4 separate regions of the Mus musculus genome follow, and all the other regions are linked to region 1. The links are chromatin contacts, called in public HiChIP or PLAC-seq and Micro-C maps. All regions are on one chromosome and are shown on one strand. The core of a region is the stretch at or near the end of the contact, and the rest is flanking DNA. Distances in the headings are between cores, read along the strand shown.

Region 1 (3,684 bases), core at 380-2,879:
TTTTTTTTGGGGGGGGGGTCATGTTCTTTAGAAAGTGTCTCCCTGTATAACCCTGGTTGTCCTGGAACTATATAGACCAGGCTGGCCTTGAACTCACAGAGATCTGCCCGCTTCTGCCTCCCAAATGCTGGGGTTAAAGGCTTGTGCCACCACACCTGGTGAAGTAGTAGTAGTAAGAAAGTACTCTTTATGTAATCAGACATTTCCAAGGCTGAAAGTCGCTGCCTCTTGGTAGAGACTCCTGTATTTCTGGTCATTCTTTCATGTTATTCTAGGTAGAATTTGAGGTTGAATAATATATGCCTTTTCAAGATTCATGGTCTTGATCATTTTCCCTTGTATTCATTAAGTACTCCATTTTTTTTTCTTTTCTTTTTAGGTTTCTTCTGCTTAGGGAACACATAAACTCTTGGTTATATGGGTTCATACTTTTAATGTTTTCAGTTTACTCTTTAGAAGTGGCAACGCATCTCAGTCAGGTGACCAGGAGTAATCATGCAAGCCTTCTAATACATCTTAGCATCCTGGAGGTCTCCTAGGCTAGGTTTCCAAAGGGTATTCGGCTTACTTTAACTTCTGATGCAGGACCCAGAGGGAGCCTGTGTTCTTGGAATACAAGGACACCTCAGAGAATAATCTCTTCTCTACCTTAGTCGAGGATTTATGCGTCCTCTATTTCTGAACTCTTGGGGACTCATTTTGTATGGTTAACCTTGCACAGCTGTGGGGCAAAGCGGGCACTCCTGAATGAGGCCTCAGGGTCCCTATGGCGAGAGACACAGCGATTCTGACTCTTAGACCACTTCCTATTTGCCACTTGTAAATAAAGTACTTCCTGGAACCGCATGGATTCACTCCATCCTTCCTTGTTTGCTGCAGAAGCGGCAGCTTAGGAGGAGGGCAGAGCTGGTGCCCAGAGAGGGCCTACGGCCTTAGGAGCAGTGAAGCGAGGGGAGGGCTGGGTAAGAGTCGGGACGCGGTTTCCTTCTATTGTCTTCCCTTCCTCCAGCACCCCTCCGCACCCCACTTTTCCCTTCTTGTGCGCAGCGCAGAGATGGCGGGGCCCAGCCCTTCCTCTGTCCAGCTAAGTTTCCACAGCCGGCGGCCCAGGCGAGGCTGAGTTCAGTACCCAAGGCAGTGCACACAAACCGCCCTCTCTACCCTTGGGGTTTCTTCCTTGATCTGGCTGGAAACTTCGTACAGTGAGGACGCTCCGGCCGGGGCTTTTGGAATAGGCCCCAGGCTAGGCCCCTCTGGGGACACCCCGAGTGCAGACTCTGGCCTCTGGAGGGCCAGGGCGGGTGGAGAGGGAAGGGTAGGAGTGGGCGGTGCTCTTCGCTCCCCCAAACTCAGCTCTCTTCCGCGCGCGAGGCCCACCCCGCGGTTCCGAAGGACCCCGGCGCACAGCACCCGAGAGCGCCCGCCTGCCCGCCGGGCCCCGGGGACCCCGCCTGCGCGCCCGCAGGGAGGCGCGACTGCGGCCTAGGGCGCCCGGCGGCTCCTCCCCTCCCCCTCCCCCTCCCGGAAGCGCGGGGCGGGGTCCCCGGCCGGGCCGCGGGGGCGGGCGCGGGGGCCGGGCCGGGGCGGGGCGCGGCGGACTGTGCGCGCCCACTCGGCTCCAGGCGGCCAGCGCTCGCGGGCCCAGGCCGCCCGGCTCGACCTGAGCACCGCGGCGGCGCAGCGACGGGATCCCTGGAGAAGCAGCCGCAGTCTCGAGACGTCCCCCGCGCCCCCCACTGCCCGCCCCAGGCTCAGTGTATGGGGCCGCGGCCCGCCAACCTTCGTTGAGACCGTCCCCGGGGTGCGGTGGCCTCGGGCTCCAGAGCCCGCCCCGCCACCCGAGGGCTGCGCGCGGCCCCGGGCCTGCTCGCCGCGCGGCTCCGCGCGTCCCGGGCCAGGAAGTGGCGGCGCCGAGCGCCATGGCCCACTCCCCGGTGCAGTCGGGCCTGCCGGGCATGCAGGTAGGTTGGGGTGGCCCGGTCGGGCTGCGGCCAGGGCGGAAGCGGGCAACTTGGCGGTGTCAACACGCCCCCCCTCCCCCCAACCAGCCGGGCCCGCTTCTCCGGGATCTTCGCCGACTCGGGCGGCGGGGATCTCGGGTGTATGCACGTGGAGGGGCTTTGGGGTCTGCGGCCTGGGGCCGAGGTGGGGTGCAGGAGCTTTGCGCTCCCCAAGTCCGACGCGCAGGCCGAGCGCCCATCCCGGGCAGGAGTCTGAACTAGTGTCCTTGGAGGCCCCGCTTTGGTGCCTGGGCCCTATGTGGGCCTGGGACAGGGATAGCGGCACTCTGGGGTCCGTCCTCAGTTAGCAAAAGTCCCTCCCCAGACCCCTCAAGCGGGAGACCCGAGCGCAGGGCGGGAGCGCGCCCCGGCTGGTCACAGTCCGGGCGGGCCGCAGGGCGGGGTGCAGGAAGATGTAACCTCGCATCGGAGCCTGTAGTTCTGGTGCGGAAAGTGCGAGGTTGCAAACTCGGGAGGCGGAACCCACACCTCCGCGAGCGCCCTGGTGTGCAGAGCCCAGGTTCATCCCTCGGGTGCCAGGACTCCGCTGCTGGACTTTCACTTTGAGACCGGTTGGCATCCAGAGGAACTGTGTGCTAGCGGGCTTCTTGGTGCACACTTTGTATCTTCTTAGCCTGCCAGTGACTTTTTCTTCGGAGGGGAAGGGGGCGGTGAGGGGACGGAGTTGAATTTCAAGTTTATATGGATGCACGAACTTTTTTTTTGCTATTGAGGATGGTTTTCTGCACTTTGAAAAACAATCACTTGTCTGTTCAAACTTGTAAAGTTTGTGAGCGTATATAATAAATACAGACATAATGATTGCGATTAAGATAGCAAGACCAGTCAAAGTTTTGCTTTCCCAAGGAAGTGAACGGAAGAGTTTTGCTTAAAAAAAAACAAACAAAAATCAACAACAACAAAAAAAAAACAAAACACCTCAGAATATCCAAGGTTATCAGTTTATAGATGCAGCAGGCGCCTTCTCTCTGGCTTCAGGGTTGAGCCGCATGGACCTTGCTTGCCTCTTACTGCTTCTGCCACTTCTGAAAATAGTTCCTATCCCTCTTTTCTTCTTCTTTTTTCTTTCCATACCACGTAAGGAAAATGGTTTTCTTGGCCCCGGTTTTGAACTCTGGAAAAATAGGAATTCAAAGTTACCACTTCAGTGGCCACTAGAACTTGAGTCATTTTTAAGGGATAATAAAGTTGGAATTGAGAAGTGTCACTGGAAAAGTGCTCTCAAAGTATTCCTGAGTCTCACCTTGCCTGCGTTCTAAAACTTGATGGTGCTGGCCGCTAGTTGAAAGTCACCCCAGGCCTCCTGCAACTCTTGCCTTGGTTTGACTTCAGAGACAAGACATCAGGGTCAACTGGGTGACAGTTTCTTACCTGTGGCCAGAAGGACCTCGTGGCACATTTCTTCACGTTTTCTTCATTCTGGCTGCTATAGTGATTTACCTGGCTCCACCCTGAAGCCTCTTCACTAGCCCCAACCTTTGTAAAAGAAAGTGTTTGAAAAGATACTTAATGTGGCAGTGTGTGGGGTCAGTACCAAGTGGTTCCCAGCTGGATTCTGCTTCTGTTTGTTTTAAAGAATGGGCCAAAAAATCTTCATTTTGGGAAAAAGAAAAATTCAATAACTTTACCCAAAAAGTGTATTTCATACGTGTTCTTGAAAGGA
Region 2 (3,684 bases), core at 642-3,141, 510 kb after region 1:
AAAGTGCTAAACAAGTATTTGGACTTAGTGGGTCAAGGGAAGAAAGGAAGGAAGGAAAGAAGGAAGAGAGAGACAGAAAGCCCATGATTTGCCAAAGAATGATACACTGGACTCAAATAGATTGTAAACGCAGAATGTTTTATTCTGCAGAAGTCCACCATACTGGGGTCTCCCACTTCCAAGATGGAGAGTCAACCAAGTGAGCTTGCAGGCCGGATTTAAAGCACGTTAGGGGATGCTGGGGTGGGTGACCTCCATCTGTTGGGTCCATCTCTATGGGTATTCCATTACCAGGGTGTGGGAGCTGGAAACTTGCTGGGGATGTCTGGAAACTGTTGCTGCGGAGGTCTGGAAACTGTTGCTGCCAATGTAGCTGAGGAAATCTGGAAACTGCTGCTGACCCATTGTCCTTGCCTCAGACCAGATGGCGGGGCAGCTTCTGGACTTGCCTGGAATTGTCCAGTTTTTAGAAAGCAAGATTTAGGCCTAGTCTCTGTAACTTCCAATCTGAAGCCTGTCACGGAATCAGCCTTCATGAGAAGGCTGTCCTGTCATGAGAACTAGCCTTCTCACTCATCTTTCCCAAGTCTACCCTGACAAAGACGATGTTGTGGATCACGTTTGCAGAGATCCACCTCACGCGCGCACAGAGGGACTTCCATCCTTGCTCCCCACCTTGTGAGTTTGTGGTAGCCCTTATGGGAATGCTCTGGTTGGGGTGCTCCATGCTCCCACAGCCTTGCTTAGAGAGGTCACCTTGTAAACCACTTGCACACCACAACTGATCCTGGATCCCAGCTCAGTAAGGTCTCCTGCCAAGCACCCATCTTTGCCTAAAGAAGCTTTGCCCAGGTCCTCAGCCACTTTCCTATCCGACGACATCCATTTCTTGCTTCTGAAGTTGGCATCTGACCTAAGTCCTCTAGACTTCCTTGTCTCCTCCACCGCCCAGTTCTCCAGGTGACTGTGTCGCTGCAATCAGCCATCCCCTTTCTGGTCGTAGACTGCTGTGCAGCATTGCTCTCTTGATGTCACCGTGAGTGGCTAGGATTTGTGTTTTATTCTAATGTTTGACAAGTCGTCAGCAGACATTTGTTGGAACGAGTGACAGAAGAAAATGAACTCCGAATACAGTTCCCCAAGGTCTGCAGTGTGGAACAGAAGAGTGATTTCCAGTCTTCTGTTTACAAATCAGTTTCCTGTGGGTATTTGTGGGTAGGGAGAAAGGATTTATTTTGGCTTCAAGCTCACAGGGATACAACCCACAATAGCAGTGAAGGCAAACTGGTAGAAACAGGAGGCAAGTAGTCACATTGCTATCTGACTAAGGCCAGCCCCAGCGATGCACTCCCCGCATTGAATATTTATTTACGTATGTATGTAAGGTTCATAACTTTAAGCAGAGCCACCAGCTGGTGGCCAAACTTTCAAAAACTAGAACCTATAGAGGCCATTTCACACTCAAATGTCAACAACCTGCCTTTTGTGTATCTCTATCCCCTGGGGAGAAGAAAAGAAGCCACAGGGAGCCGTCTTGCAGAAGAATGATACAATATCCTCTAAAGTCAGAGATTTATCCTCCACAACACTCATATCAGAACAACCCTCAATTTTGTGGGCTTACCCTAGTCCCATGGGGGTAAAAATCATGATTAATTTAAATGATGACCCCATTCAGATTGCCAGGAATGGTTTGTGTCCAAGTTTTAGCCAATGGTTTTCCCAAAACCTCTTTGAAGGTTTTGGGAAAGATTTTTGACTTATGACTGAAACATATCAGCCCCCTAAAGAATGGAGAGGGCCAGGGTGAGGGAGCAAGAGGCATGCCAAAGGCCAGCCTCATCACTGAGCCAAGGCTGCTCTGGATGTGGGGTGGGGCCATCCATGGGCTGCATACCACCCTGCAGTGACATACACGAAGAAACAGAGAGTAAATACCTGGACGTTGCTGTCACAACTAAGCGTGCGACCAATGGATTTGTCTTGCCAAATAGACTGTGGGCCAGTTTGGGTGCTTTCCAAGAAGTGTTTGAGTTGCTCGCGGAGCAGCCCATACAAGGGCTGTGCTTTAAGGATGACATAGCAATCTGTGCTGGATTGAAGAAAACAGGGAAACAACCGCAGAGCAATGGTTCTCAGCCGACATTTTCAGAAGCACTATTTAACTGCAGGAGTCAATCAGTTTAGCCACCACTTAAGACAATCTGGGCTCTGTATTTTTTTACAAGACAGAATGATATAAAACACTGAAACCAAAAAGCATATTTCTTTTTTGCCAGTTGAAGGCTGAAAGCGTTTTAACTGACACAGAGTGGATCCCTTAAAAAGGCAAGCGACCTAGCAGATTCTTTTTAAAAGATATACATGTTGTTAAGTGTCTGTAAGGACGTATTGTGTGCATGATGTGTGTGTGTGTGTGTGTGTGTGTGTGTGTGTGTGTGTGTGTGTGGTATGCAAATACATGCAGGTGCCTGCAGAGGCTAAAAGAGGGCTTCCTGCCCCTGGAGCTGAGTTTCAGGTGACTGTGAGTCACCTTGAATGGGAGCTGGGAACTGAACTTGGGTGGTCTGCAAAATCCGCATGCACTCTTACTGAGCCACCTCTCCAGCTCCTGTATCTCCGCGTCAGTGACTGTAAACCTTTGTGGAATAGATGACGTTGGTGCTGACACCTTTGCGGTTTTGGCACTCTCCCAGCATAGTTCATGAATTTGAGCATGATGCCACCATGATCACATGAGAAAATTCTAGAAAAACTCTAGGAAGAGCTCGAAAGGAAAGCCATGATTTTTTTTTATTATGTCTTTTCATTTGAATTTCCATTTTTTTCCTGATACTGGGTTATTGAATGTTTGACTTCCATAATTTTTCTGGTCATAGCATTTAAGGTATTATTAAAATTATAAACACATTAGTCACAAGTCGCAAAATTAGATTTTTGCCTAATAACGAAATGATTGTTTTGTGTTTATGAATACAAAGGCTACATTTTAAAAATAGATGCAATCTTATTTTTGTGATTTTTCTTCTTAGATGTGATTTGGACCCCGTGGAACACTTTTAGAGTGCCAGATTATTTCATATGGGGAATGACTATTTTCGTTTGCCATCTCAAAGACAGTCTTGGAGCTAGCAATCTGGGAGTAATTGCAATATGGAATAAAAAAAAAATATCTTGCGGCAGCAAGTGAAATGGACACATCTCTTCAGCCATGTGATAGCTGATTTATCTCATGCACTGCCTCAGACATCAGGAACCTTGGAAGGACTCCTGGTGTTGAAGGATAAGGCAGAGGAGTATTCTAGAGAACTAGAGTTTATTTTGGCTTCAAAGCTGGTTACTATTCTCAGAGACAGAAAACTGGGCAATAGCAAGCTGTAGCAGAAGGACGGCTTCAACAAATGAGCTTGATACATTGTTTTAGGAATCCCTCCCAGGGCCATGTCACAGTGCCTCATTGCTTTACATACGGTATCAATTGCATCTTATTTATGCGACCTGCTTTCCTCGAAAATGTCAAGGATCAGCTGCATTGACACATGTCATCAATCTCAACTCGAGGGCTCTTCGTTCAATCACCCAGTAAAACATTTCACCACTGTGCCTTCCTATACAAGTGACCTCTTGTGTGTAACTGGTCCTCTGGTGCTAGCCAACTGAAGGTTTGATTTACTTAACATGGCT
Region 3 (3,684 bases), core at 721-3,220, 430 kb after region 1:
CTGACTCCACTCTCATTGTACTGGGCAGCTCTTACACGCGTTCTCGCGACCGGCCAGGAAGAACGCAACAAACCGGAATCTTCTGTGGCAAAAGCTTTATTGCTTACATCTTCAGGAGCAAGAGCTTTATTGCTTACATCTTCAGGAGCAAGAGAGCAAGAGAGAGAGAATGGCGAAACCCCGTCCCTTTTAAGGAGAATTATCCTCCACCTAGGACGTGTCACTCCCTGATTGGCTGCAGCCCATCGGCCGAGTTGTCGTCACGGGGAAGGCAGAGCACATGGAGTGGAGAACTACCCTTGGCACATGCGCAGATTATTTGTTTACCACTTAGAACACAGGATGTCAGCGCCATCTTGTAACGGCGAATGTGAGGGCGGCTCCCCACAGGCAGCTCACAGTGGCTTCCAAGGGACATCATGCATTCTTCGGTATATATATATACACATACATACTTATATATACATTATATTTTTAAAATGTATATTACTATATAATATATATTACATATATATATCCAACCACAATCAAGGAAAAAGGGTAACTATAATATAAATGACAAGTTCCATTATTTTATTGTATTTACCACCAATCTTTCTACTATTATTTGTTGAGATATAATTCTTGTTTGCTCCCTGGAAAGGTGGGGAGGAACCATTTTGGACTTTGAGGCCACCCTAGGAAGCATGGTACTGTTTTAAGACAAACAAGAAGAATAATTAGAAAAAAAACCCAAATCTAAAAAGGCAGCCTGGGGGCTGAGCAAAGATGGCTTTCTGATGTTTGTGGTGCCAGGGAATTGAACTCAGGGCTCCTGCATGGCAGGAAAGAGAAGAACTCCTAGGCCCCTCTTCTCTAACAGAGGGGCTCATCAAGTTGTCCAGGCTGGGGTTGGATTCTCTGTGTTCAGGCAAGCCTTGGATTTCCAAGCCTCTATCTCCCTACTAGCTGGGCTGCTTTAAAGTGTAATGTTTTCATTTCACTGAAACTATAGTTATATTTTGACTTTTTTAAGTCAATGTAGACATTTCATTATTTTCAGCTTTAAGCCACTGTGTAATTGCATTCTGTTCTGGGGAATGCAGTGTTTTGATACAGATACAGGTTGTATAGTGAGCTAATCGGAGCGGTTGTGGGAAGGGGCTGTGATGGTTTGGGTGAGAATGGCCCCCATGGGCTCATATATTGAATGCTTGGTTTCAGGGACTAAAAAGATCAGGTGTGGCCTTGTTGGGGAGGGCTTCATTTTGAGGCTTCAAAAGTCCACACCAGTGTTGACTGGACCCAGGACCTCCCGCATGCTAAGGCAGGGTCCACCTTAGGCTGTGGCTAGTATCTGGAAATGACTCCCTGGGAGTTTCCCCTCACCCCCCGCCCCCCCAGGACATGGGTGTTAGCTGCCACCAACACAGTGCCAGTGCCAAATCTGGCACAGGAGCTAAATTGTCTCAGTTACCACAACACTGCCACACGCCAGTCAGGAGACCTCTGGTGACTCTGGTAGAAGGCAACCATTTATGCACAGACATCTTTGTGGACCTCATAGAAAGCAGCGTGGCTGTGGTAGGGTGTTGCCAGGTAGTTTGAGGGGGAAGATCAAAGTCCTTGGGTGTGGCATTCCTCTATCTATAACCCAAGCTATGGGGACTTTGGGGCAATGTCTAATTGCAGCTGGATGAGACAGCCAGACCCCCATCTGTCACCCCTCTGGCCTTGTGTTCCTTCACCAGAGCTGGCAGGCCATGGGGGACTGCTGCAAAGCCAGCTGGGTGCCTCAGCCAGATCCCCAGATTCAATGGAGAGGCTTTGTCTCCCGGTCTTTTGAAGCGTGTGTCCCCCATGAAGCAGAAGGCAGCTGTGATAGATACCCTAGGAGATACCTCTTACACATGCCCAGGATCCCTCACTTTTGTGCAGGCAAGCGACTGCTCCTTACAGGGATCTAGTGCCAACACCATAGAAGCTGCTGGTGTTGTGGCAGTTACTATGGTGATCTCCCCCAATAGGAAGCAGTGCGCGAGACTATACTGACAGCCTCTGTTTTCAACAGACCCCTTTTCTCGTGCTGGGGGTAGATGCAGGGGTCTTGTGTGTTACTGAGAGCCAGAAGGAATCACAAGCATGAGATACTTACTCACTTTGTAGAGTTCTGGTCTCAGAACTCAGAAATCCGCCTGCCTCTGCCTCCTTGGAGTGCTGGGATTAAAGGAGAGCGCCACCACGCCCAGCTTTTTTTTTTTTTTTTGGGAGATACTTTCACTTACCCATGTCCTGCTCAGAAACCAATCTCTCCTTTACTTAAGACTGAGCCCAGAGCGTCACACTCACTGGACTTTAGCCTCCTGCAGCCTGGGGACTGGAGCCAGGCTTCATGCATGCGGGACCAGCACTCAGCCAGTTCAGCCGATAAAGGTGCTTGCTGCCAAGTCTGACAACCTCAGTTTGATCCCTGGGACTTATACTGTGGAAGGAGAGAACCAACTCTAGCAAGCTTTTCTTCTGACCTCAATACAGCACTGCAGAAAATGCACACTAATACATGTAGTAAAGGAATAAAATACAAAACTCTAGTAGGAACTTGAGAGGGTGTGGCTCAATTCCTAGCACCCACGGGGCAGCTCACAACTATCTAACTGCAGTTCCTGGGGATCGGATGCCCTCTTCTGGTTTCCTCAGGTACTGCACATACGGTATCCAGACGTACCTGGCAGGCCCTTAACACTCATGCCCTTAACAAAGCAAAGGCTGGTACAACCTAGGAAGCCAGGGCAGGGCTAACTGAGGGAAGATGTTTAGTGGGCTACTTGGCCTTTTCAATGACCTACTTGGCATTTAAACGAGAAACCTTCAAGATAACTAGACCACAAAATGTCTACCAAACTACATGTGTGTACATGCCATTTATTAGGAGACCAGCGGCATCAAGAGTTATTTTTTTTACTTATGGATACTTGCTAAGTCAAGCTACAACCTGAATTGTGATAAAAGTGCTTCACATTACAGAGTCACAGTTACCACTATGACAGTTTTATTTCTAATTTATAGCATTAAAAAATATTCAAAATTGAGTTGGGCTGAGTATGTATTGTTACAAAATCCCCAGAAAAGATGGAGCCTTAGTTTTCTCTCCAGAAAGCTCAGATTCATAAAATTTATCACTTACTGACATGCAAGGCCAGTTAACATTTTCATCTTGCACGGACAGAATGAGATATCCCAGGTGTGTCCCCAAACAACGTAAAGACTGTCACACAGTTGCCTCTGGCACCTGCTTCTTCCCCACCAAAATTCACTGCCAATTCTTCCTCTTGCCAAACTGCATCAAACCGCCAGTATCCTGCTGTGGATCCCACTAGTCACTGACAGGGAGGTATTTGTCCTCACAAGTACTTAGTGCAGTGCGTACACTTAGCTCCCCACAAATCCCAGTATCTCCTAACCACACCACTCACTACCTTACCTTGGCAGGTAGGCTGTGTTTATCACGTGCTTCTTTTCAGCAAATGCAACAGTAATTTAAACAAAAGCCAAACTTACGTTGCTCCAGGCACTGGGCAACAGTACAATGCCCCACCTCAGACTGGAGCACAGAGGGTTTGCAGCACTGGTACGGGAACAGAGCACTAAGCCCCTCCAAACATCACCACACCCCTTCTCCAAGAGGCCAAGCACCTGACATTCTGG
Region 4 (3,684 bases), core at 803-3,302, 340 kb after region 1:
CATATCCCAAGTCAGAGGAGCACACTACAGTTCTGCACACACCCCCACCCCCACACACACCATGAGAAGGTAGTTACCTCATCGATGACCAAGTATTTCTAGCTTCCTGTGGGTTTGGCAGACATCTGCTCACTATCTACTCCACCGACTCCCCCAGTAGACCAGTCACTGCCCAATAATGCTTCTATTTATTTTACCCAGAAGCAGAGCTATTAGCCAGACATACTAAAAACACAAACGTTTCGTTGTGCTTGGAGAAGGTCCAATATTAGTGTCTTGCTGCAGACCGATGCTGCAGGAATATAAAGTGGGCTGTGTGGATGCCAGACCCACGGAAGACGTGCATTTTCAGAGACCCACCCACCTGAAAAGCTGAGGCTAAGATGCCAGCAAGAAATGTGGGGCTGAGGGGAAAGACGACAGGGATTTGAAAAGGGCCCCACCTTAGCTTTCAAAACACCAAACCAATTTTTAAAGGCAACTCCTCAACTAAAGCTTTCATAATCCAAAAGGCTTTCCCCCTCTTTCTCCATTCCTTGTTCAGATAGAAAAAGAGAAGTAAGACAACGCTAGGGGAATGTTCTGAAGTGGGCTTGGCCAAGTCCCCACGTGCAAAGCACATTAAACATGGCCCATCGTTGGGTCGAGGTTATGGTCAGAAAACGCTGCCTACTAAGGGAGGGATTGGAAGTCTGGAGGGTAAACCATGGGCAGGGGCCAGGTTTAAGGTTGTCAAACGCGGTAAACTAGCACGGAGGAAGGCTGAAACAAAAATAAATGAAACAGCCGGAGGCCACTGAACTCCGGAGCCGGAGCCGGGGAGGGGAGGAGAAGCTGAGCCTGGTAAACTGTTCCAGATGAGAGGCAGTTATTCGCTCCCACATCTTCACCAGCACGTCTCAAACCTCGTTCCTTTGTGAGCCCTACCTCCCTATTTTCTAGGGGGACTCTAGAAAATCCCTGCCAGCCGTGGTTTCCGGGTCCCAACAAGGAATCTGGTACTCCTCCACGACCCCTAGGTCTAAGACTCACCGGGGTCCGGATGGATCACAAGGCTAAAGTTTTCCGAACTTAAATCGTAAAAAATCACAATCAGAAGTTCTGAACTCCCCGTCCCCCCACACAAAAATAATAATATATATCCTGTGCTTTAAAAAGGGAGGGGGAAACTTCCCCCTCCATAAGGCAGAGAGTAAAGAGAAACAAGATCTAACTTAAGAGGGCGTGTTCCTCTTTGTCACCCACCGGGAGGTTCTCGCCGCCCGTGGGCGAGATGCAGTGACCCGGCGGCACGGCGGCACCCGTGCTGCCGGGAGACGGACCTCCAGAGCCGAGATTGCAGCCTGAGGTCCGGAAGAGGCGTCGGGGGCGCTGTCACCCGGCAGGGTGGGATGGGAGGAAGCGGGGGAGGGGCGCCCAAGGAGAGGAAGCCAAGCTGGGGAGAACCCACGAGCTCAGAGCCCCGCAGCCCAGGTCCGCGGAGGTGAGCTCCACCGGTGCCCGAGGAACCGTGGCTTCTGCTATTGTTGCGGGGCCTGCGGCCGCCGGCTACAAAAAGGACCGTTCCCGTGGACTCCGCAGCCAGCTCGGCCGGCGCCCAGGGCCGCGAGCGCGGGGACTCGCACAAGTTGCCGCCGCGGCCCGGTCCACCCAGGCGGCCGCCCTCCCGCCGCGGTCATTGTTCGCCGCACGCCTCCTACCTCGGTGGCTCCGGGTCCGGGCTGCGGGCTGCGGGCTGCAAGGCTGGCGAGGGCGCGGCGGCGGCGAGCGAGGGGTCCCCGCGGGCGGCGGGCGCGCGAGCTAGGCAGGCGGCGGCCGGCCGAGGTCCGAGCCATCAAAGGTGGCGCGGGGCGGAGGGGAGGGCGGAGCAGGCGGGGTGGGTGGGGAGCGAGCTCCGGGTCGCCGCGGCCGCCTCGACGCCCGGCCCGAGCGCCACTCGCGTGGGGAGGAGCGGCGCAGAGCGGGCGGTGGCCGCGTCCCCGCCCCGCACCTTCTCCGGGCTCCCCGCTCCCCGCAGCCGCTGCGCCCGCGCCGGGACCAGCCGCCTCCGAGGCTGTTGAGCGGGAAATGAGGGCCACCACTGCCCCTCCCAGGGCCTGGGCCGAGCCCTCGGCAGGGGGAGCCTGGGCACAGCCTGGGGACGGCGGAGAGCCACAGCCCCCTCCAGCGTCCGAGCCGTGACCTGCGCCCGCACAGCGGCCCCGCCCCGCTCCGCCCCGCCCCGGAGGCAGGTGCGCAGAAAGGTGGACCGTGGGCAGGGCCACGCCACCCTGGAGCTGTGCCTTACTTGGGCGTGTGGCAAGAGCTGGTGTCTGAGCTGCACCACCAAGCCAAGAGCGGGAAGAAGCGCCACCGCGGAGACGCGAGCGCTAGTCGCTGGTGTCCAGCGGGATGCGGAGGCCCGGAGGGAGATTCGTGGCACTGACTCCGCAGGTCGCCTTTGGAAGCCTGACAGAGAACTACGACATCACGTGGAAAGCGTTTTACAAAGACCCACGAATTCCGCCCCCCACCCCTTCCAGGCCACTAGCGCAGGCTTCCGGCACCACCCTAAGCGGCGCGGTATTCAATGCCAGAGACACAGGTGCCACCTCTGATGCTGCTCGGGCTCAGTGCCCACCACCTGAGCGAATCCCAGGACAGTGCCCAACCCCACCTCTCTCCGACCAGGGACAGCAGAATGCCCTGCTTAGTGTGGCGAGATTTAGAATGACTTGCAGTTATTTGATTCCGTTTTTTTTTCCCCCAGAACTTGGTGATATAGTCGGAAGATTCATGATCAGAAGGCCCACGATACTAGGTGACTTTCAATCACTATCCCCACCCACTAGGTGCCATTTTTCCTTCGTCCTTCTTCCCTGTCTCTGTCTGGGAAAGATCTTGGGCCACTGACCGTATGGAACACAGGAAAGCCTTGTTCTGCCGGATCCAGAGGCTAGTGTGGACCCGCCCCTAGAGCCAATTTGGCTCAGATTCCGGTCATTTTCCACCCTGGAGGAGTTCACTGACCTCAGTCGCAACTACAACGGAGCTACAACTGAACTTAACCAAGTGAAATTGTCTCTGTGGCTAGGGAGGGAGGCTGAAGACATGAAAGCTTGATTATCAGAGAGGGGCACCTGTAAGTCATGGGAGTCAAAAGCAGTCTGCGGAGGGTTGGGGCTGTTTCTTGCATGCTGCAAAATCCCTCTGGCCTCTGGGGAACCAGACAGGCCTTGGGCGATTTGCTAGAGAGAATCATGGGTGGGTTGGAAGCTAGCTCTGTGGCCAAACTGTGTGTGGCTTTACAAGTATGGGTGAGCTATTTTCAGCCAGTAATTTTCTTAAGTGTAGTGGTCAAACTGCCACCAAGAGCAGCAGCACTCGATTTTAAATTCCTCTCCCACTCCTCCCCAGAAAGTCTCCTCATGTAGCCCAGACTGGTCCTCGTGCCTCTACCTCTTAAGCATTAGGATTTCGGTCTGAACCACCAGGCCCAGTAAAGGAAAGCAAATTCAAGCAATTATCACACCTTAAGAACCGCTATAATGGGGAACCGACCACAGGTTCAGAGTCTCTTCACAGGATAAGAAGACAGTGGCCAGACTGATTTCTGAGGTTGGGACATGACATGGATGGGTTTAAAGTTATTACAGGTTATTCCCAGTGTGCAGCCTGGCTTTACTAACAACCTCTGATGCTGTG

The links. Hi-C and Micro-C count contacts between places; a contact is called where the count stands out from the background. HiChIP or PLAC-seq counts read pairs in DNA pulled down with a chosen protein or histone mark.
Region 2: an HNF4G HiChIP or PLAC-seq map of pancreatic cancer cells shows a contact between it and region 1. The contact joins the enhancer-like site here to the promoter of Stk24 in region 1. A contact is called at or near these places in 6 of 39 promoter capture datasets (the 3T3-L1 cell line, 3T3-L1-derived adipocytes, embryonic stem cells and 3 more) and 2 of 115 datasets of contacts at active chromatin or transcription factors (pancreatic cancer cells and stem cell-derived neural progenitor cells).
Region 3: an H3K4me3 HiChIP or PLAC-seq map of embryonic stem cells shows a contact between it and region 1, with 10 read pairs. The contact joins the enhancer-like site here to the promoter of Stk24 in region 1. A contact is called at or near these places in 9 of 39 promoter capture datasets (3T3-L1-derived adipocytes, the C10 cell line, cranial neural crest and 4 more) and 3 of 115 datasets of contacts at active chromatin or transcription factors (craniofacial prominence, embryonic forebrain and embryonic stem cells).
Region 4: a Micro-C map of embryonic stem cells shows a contact between it and region 1, with 5 times the contacts expected there. The contact joins the promoter of Farp1 here to the promoter of Stk24 in region 1. A contact is called at or near these places in 6 of 39 promoter capture datasets (the 3T3-L1 cell line, embryonic stem cells, liver and 1 more), 3 of 484 Hi-C or Micro-C datasets (all in embryonic stem cells), 4 of 115 datasets of contacts at active chromatin or transcription factors (cardiomyocytes, extraembryonic endoderm stem cells, microglia and 1 more) and 1 of 9 other capture datasets (embryonic stem cells).

Annotation. Positions count from the first base shown.
Region 1 is chr14:121,377,175-121,380,858 of GRCm38.p6, reverse strand. It overlaps Stk24 (serine/threonine kinase 24), which reads left to right and starts at 1,629. Exons shown (of 11, transcript NM_145465.2): 1 at 1,629-1,961. The coding sequence starts at 1,920.
Region 2 is chr14:120,866,953-120,870,636 of GRCm38.p6, reverse strand. No RefSeq gene overlaps it. Among named protein-coding and RNA genes, the nearest start is that of Gm52124, 17 kb to the right of the region's middle. Within about 2 kb of position 1,891, at least 65 of the 459 cell types and tissues checked have an H3K27ac peak or open chromatin away from gene starts, as enhancers often do. A contact at or near this core is called in hippocampal neurons, where this site is marked.
Region 3 is chr14:120,948,182-120,951,865 of GRCm38.p6, reverse strand. No RefSeq gene overlaps it. Among named protein-coding and RNA genes, the nearest start is that of Ipo5, 39 kb to the right of the region's middle. Within about 2 kb of position 1,970, at least 7 of the 459 cell types and tissues checked have an H3K27ac peak or open chromatin away from gene starts, as enhancers often do. A contact at or near this core is called in embryonic stem cells, where this site is marked.
Region 4 is chr14:121,033,942-121,037,625 of GRCm38.p6, reverse strand. Farp1 (FERM, RhoGEF (Arhgef) and pleckstrin domain protein 1 (chondrocyte-derived)) reads right to left here and starts at 2,052. Exons shown (of 27, transcript NM_134082.3): 1 at 1,701-2,052.